Regions from separate parts of the Pan troglodytes genome. Here region 2 is linked to region 1. The links are chromatin contacts, called in public Hi-C maps. All regions are on one chromosome and are shown on one strand. The core of a region is the stretch at or near the end of the contact, and the rest is flanking DNA. Distances in the headings are between cores, read along the strand shown. Region 1 holds the start of KLF9 (KLF transcription factor 9). Region 2 overlaps TRPM3 (transient receptor potential cation channel subfamily M member 3).

Region 1 (2,915 bases), core at 117-2,616:
GCTTGCGGAGCTTTGGGACACATCTTTCCTAGTCAGTTGCGCTCGTTCCTATGGCAAAAGAGAACTTCAGCTTCGGTTTTCCAGCTCCCAAACAGTTAAGTGACTTCCTGCAAACGCTACAGTCCCAGCAACCAGCCTTCCAATCAAAAGTAAGTTGGTTGATGTCACTGGCATTGGCTCGGCCAATCACAAGGGCGTTCCGAAAGCAAGCGCTCGACACTTGTAAACGCGAAGAGCTGTAGTGAAACTGGACACATCTTTGTATTTTGTGTTGCTGGTAGTAAATTTGAGTTATGGATGAGAGGACAGGGGTGATGAATAAATGCAGTGTGAATCTATAATTTAAAAAACCCCATTATGTCAGGATAAGTCCAAGAATAAACACAAATGAGTAAGAATTCGTTTTGTTATATATTTTTTGGACGCAGCATACTTTGGGGCAGATGTTTAAAAATTCTTCCATCCAATACATTAACTATGACCAATTCATCTTAAAAATGCAGTGCTAACAAAAGTTCTGGTTTTACAGCATAGCCTTTTTACTGCCTGAGATTCTTCCATTGAAACATCCCATCTTTGCTTGTCATATCTCTTAATTCCTCTACTTCTCCGGTGCAATTTAGTCTAAATAAATTCTTTTAGCTTTATTTGGAAGCTATTTTTAACCCACTTTCAGAAAAACGGAGACAAAAACCATTCATTTGTGTAACTTTTATAAAAAACCCACCATTCTTAGCTCTTTTTCTTTCCAGAGCCCCTGCATGGTTTTTAGGACATGTTTCTCTTCCCTCACTTCACAAATGTGGAGACTGAGTTACAGAGAAGTGACTTATTTATCTTATTAGACAGATAATGATAGAACTCAATAGAAACCACAAGTCCCCTGATTTCTAGCTCTTTGTGCTTGCAACTAAGTCCTTTTGGTTTTGTGAAATATTAACTGTGCGGAACAGATTTTTAGGGACTGGAACAAGCTGGAAATCCTTAGCCATGGAATACTGTGGCATTACTTGGTCAACAATTAGTATGGGTCTTGGAGTCTGATTAACTTGGTTTACCCCTCCGTCTGAATTAACGATGTGGTTGTTTTCCATCTTGATAGCTAGAAAAGAATCTAGGGCTAGTTCTTTTTGCAAGAGGCATACTGTCAGCACAATTCATTAAAAATAATTCACTTTCGTGAATGTGAGAGGTACCTGATTCTATGTGATGCGGATTCGGTGAGTTCCAACCCTGACCCCCCACTGGCTATTAACCTTTGTTAAGAGAAAGTTACACCAGGTTCTGGTCTCCGAGGCAAGGGTCTCAAATTGACTCTACCAATGTGAGGTCTACAGTAGTTTCTTTTGACTTTGTTTTTAAAGTGGCACATCAAAAAAAAAAAAAAATTAAAAAAAGTTAGCCAGGTGTGGTGGCTCGCACCTGTAGTCCCAGCTACTCAGGAGGCTGAGGCTGAAGGACTGCGTCAGCCTAGGTCAAGGCTGCAGTGAGCCCTGATTACACCACTGTACTACTCCAGCCTGGGCAACAGAGCAAGGCCCTGTTTTTTTTGTATTTTTTAAAATCATAACTAAGGGTGGCTCAGGTAAGTAAGAGTATAATAGATTTTAATTAAAAAATAACAAACCTGACAAGACCAGTTCAATAAAAGTGTACAGCTTAAAAAAATAAATAAAACAACAACAAAAATATTAAAGTGGTACAGGGAAGATATTGCAGTAGGTGACTGCAGGTGGAAGAAAGGTGTAGATAGGGGATACTGGGCAACCAAGAATATGATCACCATCAGCATCATTATCACCGACCCCTTTCATGGAGGGCTTACTCTGTGTCAGGCCCTGTACCAAGCACCCTGCATGCATCCCTGTAAGGTAGGTATACAGTGTATAAAAAACTCCAAGCCATCTTGGAGTTCTTGCATTTTTAGAACTTAATCTCTTAATTTTAGAAAAGAATTCACTGAAGCCCAGGGGAGTTTGCCTACTTCATGATTTTTCTGGGACAAATTTTGTCCCCTAGGATACACGATCACTTAGAAATTGCACCTTTGCCTGCCTCCTTAAGGCCCAGTGCACATACCAGCAGGATCTCTCCAGGATCTCTATGATCATGGCCTGTACAACCCCTCAGACTTGCATTTTAACTGGGATTGTACTGGTGAAACAGACTGCTCGGGCCTGGACATCTATAGACAGCCCTAGGACCACCATCATCATTATTCCAGAATAGAGGAAAAGTCTGTATCTTTCCTTGAAGATTATATAATCCAGGAATTTGAATACATCAGTCACTTTAGGTTTTTTAAAAATATAAACTTTTCCCTTCCTTACTCCTTGCCAGCTTTTCTTTAATTCCCTTTAATTTCACTTTGTTTGAACTGGACATAAACACTGAATTCTCCAAACTCACTCATTTCAGAGTTACAAAAGAAAGTAATAAAAGAAAACTGAGATTTCATCTACATGAATTTCTCACACATTTACAAACATAACTGCTGCTTGACTTGATTTAGAATATCTTTTTAAACCCAGCAATTCTAGAACTGTAGAATGCTTTCTCTTTTTTCTCCTTTTCCACTCATTCATTCTCCAGATATTTATGTTCCTGGCAATGAGCTAGGCATGGGGGAATACAGAAATGAAAAGAGACTCTGTCCTCCATGAAGTTTATATGTTAAAAACGTATATATAAAATAACATATCAGCAAATAATTATTTCTATGTCAGGATTTTTTTCTTGTATTTTCAACAGTGAAGTTTCCTTGGGGGTGTTGGAATGCGTATTATAATAGTTTTATGATTAAAACCAGCTTGGGCTGTTTTGCCAGCATGTGGTTGTCCCAATTAAATGTTGGCAAAATAAATGATCCCAAATTAATATGAATCATTCCTAATTAAAATAATTTATCACTAAAG
Region 2 (2,915 bases), core at 213-2,712, 190 kb after region 1:
CTGTAGCTTTTATATGTATGTGTGTATGAGTATGTGTGTCTGCCTATCAATCAATCAATCTATCAATCATCTATTTATTAATCTGTCCATCCATTCTTCTCTCTTTCCTAGACTGAAGCTCTGAGGGCAGACCCTTTGTACCCCAGGCCTGTTACATAATAGAAACTCAATACATATTTGTCAACAGACTGACTGTTGTGTAGGCACTAACAGCAATTTTCCAGTTCCTTGCATATCCTAACTCCTTTGTGGGACTCTTGCCTTACCTTAAACTTAGAGGGGCTACCACGCATGGGTCTATGAAATGCACAGCTGGACAGCAGAAGTTGCACCCATCCTGCATCACAGACCACCCCAGGATGTGAGAAGCCAGGGAATGCCACTTAGTGAAGCTGTGCACCAGGGCCACCTTCCTCAATTGCTGGTGTTTACCTCTGAGGATTCCATCTCTTCAAACCATGACCAACCCCTTTCCCCACCTCAGAACCTCTCAAAGGAGAGGAGAGAAAAGACTGGAGGCAGGTCTATATCCAGCTATTTGTGTGAATCCTCATGTCCACTATAATGATTTACCTAATTCTCAAATACTAAGGAAGACGGGTTTTTGTAAGTCAGGGCTGGGACTTGGAAGCTGAGCAGGGTACCAGGAGCTACCTGGGAGCCCTATTTTTCACAGGCAGTGTCCTGCCCTAAGCCCTAGCCCAGGGTTTTTAAACTTCAGTGCACATCAGAATCACCTGGAAGGCTGGGTAAAATACAGATGCTGGGCCCTCAGTCTGGAGTTTCTGCTTCAGGAGGCTGGGGGTGGGGTGGAGGATTTACATGTCTAACAAGTTCCCAGCTCCTGCTGGTGGCCACAGTTTGAGAACCACTGCCCTAGTCATCAGCAATCTCTGCAGCTGGTGTTGTCCTGATGGCTTCTCACTCCCTGGCTGCATCTTAACAGAGCAAAAATCCGTGTATGTAGCTGGGAGAGGGGGTTGATGGGCAATGCCTTGAGCTTTTCCAACCCTTTGCTCACACTTTCCTAAAACTGCTAAACACAGAGGTTTGTAGTATCATTTTTAAATAGTGAAGCATTTTTTGGTAAAGTCCCAACATTAAAAAAGATGAGAGCAGAACAGTCCGGGGTGAGGCAGAAGTGGAAAGTCAAGAATCCCCCCTGCCTCCTCCACCTCTCGAACCAGCCCTCAGTCACCTGTCTTAGAACCCTGGGAGCCTGAGGAGCATCGTGGGGGAGTAGAAAGAGCAGTGAGTCTAGGGACGGATCTGTCAGGTTTCATACTCAGTTGTCCTTTCTAGCTGTGGGATACGGGGAAATTGCTAAAACCCTGAGTCTCAGTTCCCAGACCTGTGCAGTGGGACGTCATCATAGTCACGCCATCGACCTCACAGAGTTGTCGGCGGGGGTAGGATCCAGATGAGATAACGTCTACCCACGCATGCTGTAAACAGTGCCATGCTATTAAGGGATTACCGGGGCTTGCTTTGGTGACTCCGGGCAGAAGTATGTGGGGCTGGGAATGGGGGTATCATGGGAAACCACAAAGCCTTCCTTTTGTGTATCCCTGGGAAGGCACCAAAGCATGCAAACTTTTCCACATTTCCAGGATCTTGCGTCTGAGCTCTGGAGGTCCTGCGTGCTGACTGTGAAGAGGCAGGAAGGGCATGGCCTGTGGGGTCCTCACCCTTTGGTCGTCAAGCAACTCTTCAGTGAGTTCAGGGCAGGACACAGGGGTTGGGGCGCCGCCTCACTGAGCCGCAGAGGAAAAGGTCAGACTCGGAGGTGGTCACCGCCTCACTCCCCACGGGAAGCGGGAATCTTCAGTTGACCCCTTCCTGACTCCAGCCTCCAAAGCCCTGCCCTCCCTGCTATTCTATGCCTCTTCAGGAGAAATGGATATCCAGGCCTCGAGGCTCCTGGCAGCCTGCCCGTTTGGCAGCCTCTGCCAGAACAGTCCGTGGAGTACAGACTGCTCCCTGTCTTCTCCCAGTCTGGTCCCTGGAGAGACTCCAATCTCCCTGCTCGAGTCCTTCCCTTTTCTGCTTATCATGGGGAAGGAATATGCGTCTAGGCGTTAAATCGCTCGAGTGCCAGCTGGCACAGCACAGCCACAGGGCCCCAGCAGGAGCAGGCCTCAGTTCTCAGAGAGCTGCACAAAGACCAAAGCAAATTTATTACTGTTTTTCAGTTTACAAATGGGAAATCCACAACATTGGTCAAGAAGAAAAGGCACCATGAATGGGAAGACCGAAGTGTAGACAACCAGCTGGAACAAGGCAAGGCATTCCTTTTTTTTTTTTTTTTTTTTTTTTTAAATCCAGGCTCTTGTAAAATAAGACTAGCAGACCCACTCCCAAGTTCTCAGGATGGGGAGATGGTAGTCAGAGTTAAAATATCACCCAAATAGTTTAAAAACTCAAGAGAAGGGCTTAAGAGATAAGACATTTTTTAATGATCCCAGTACAACTGCATCTAACAGATACTGCATCTTTTCTCTGGAAGAGAACATTATAGAGCTGAAACCCTTGCCTTTTAACCTGTCTTTGTAATGAAGGCAAGAATGAAGTTGTGGATTTGTAGGAGTCCTTTTTTCCTATGGTGCCCAGTATGTTTTCCCACCCACTGCAGTATAGCATTTAGGGTTGTTCTTGAGCTCTTAAAGACCCAGTGGACTTGAACGGGAGCATTTCTTCCAGAAAGGGCCTGTCCTGCTTACTGTCATTTCAGGAAAAATGCAGAGAAATCAGCACTACCTCCTAAGCCTGCCTTCCTAATGGCTTTCCCTGATGAAATAGGAGCTTGTGGTGAACATTGAGTGGGGCTGCAGAGCCCTCTTGTGGATTTTCACTTAATCACATTCTTTTTAGCAGCTCTGAATCTGATGGGCCCCTGAGGTTAGCTCTGATTTCAA

What was found. Hi-C and Micro-C count contacts between places; a contact is called where the count stands out from the background.
Region 2: a contact with region 1 is called in a Hi-C map of stem cell-derived neural progenitor cells, with 4 times the contacts expected there. The contact joins the enhancer-like site here to the promoter of KLF9 in region 1. A contact is called at or near these places in 2 of 7 Hi-C or Micro-C datasets (blood and stem cell-derived neural progenitor cells) and 1 of 1 datasets of contacts at active chromatin or transcription factors (stem cell-derived excitatory neurons).

The regions. Positions count from the first base shown.
Region 1 is chr11:60,922,467-60,925,381 of NHGRI_mPanTro3-v2.0_pri, forward strand. It overlaps KLF9 (KLF transcription factor 9), which reads right to left and starts at 1,367. Exons shown (of 2, transcript XM_520067.8): 1 at 1-1,367. LOC104007884 (a long non-coding RNA gene) reads left to right here and starts at 59. Exons shown (of 5, transcript XR_008537294.2): 1 at 59-149.
Region 2 is chr11:61,108,054-61,110,968 of NHGRI_mPanTro3-v2.0_pri, forward strand. The region is part of intron 20 of TRPM3 (transient receptor potential cation channel subfamily M member 3); the gene reads right to left. It overlaps LOC104007884 (a long non-coding RNA gene), which reads left to right. Exons shown (of 5, transcript XR_008537294.2): 4 at 2,193-2,280. Among named protein-coding and RNA genes, the nearest start is that of KLF9, 190 kb to the left of the region's middle. Within about 2 kb of position 1,463, at least 19 of the 24 cell types and tissues checked have an H3K27ac peak or open chromatin away from gene starts, as enhancers often do. A contact at or near this core is called in stem cell-derived neural progenitor cells, where this site is marked.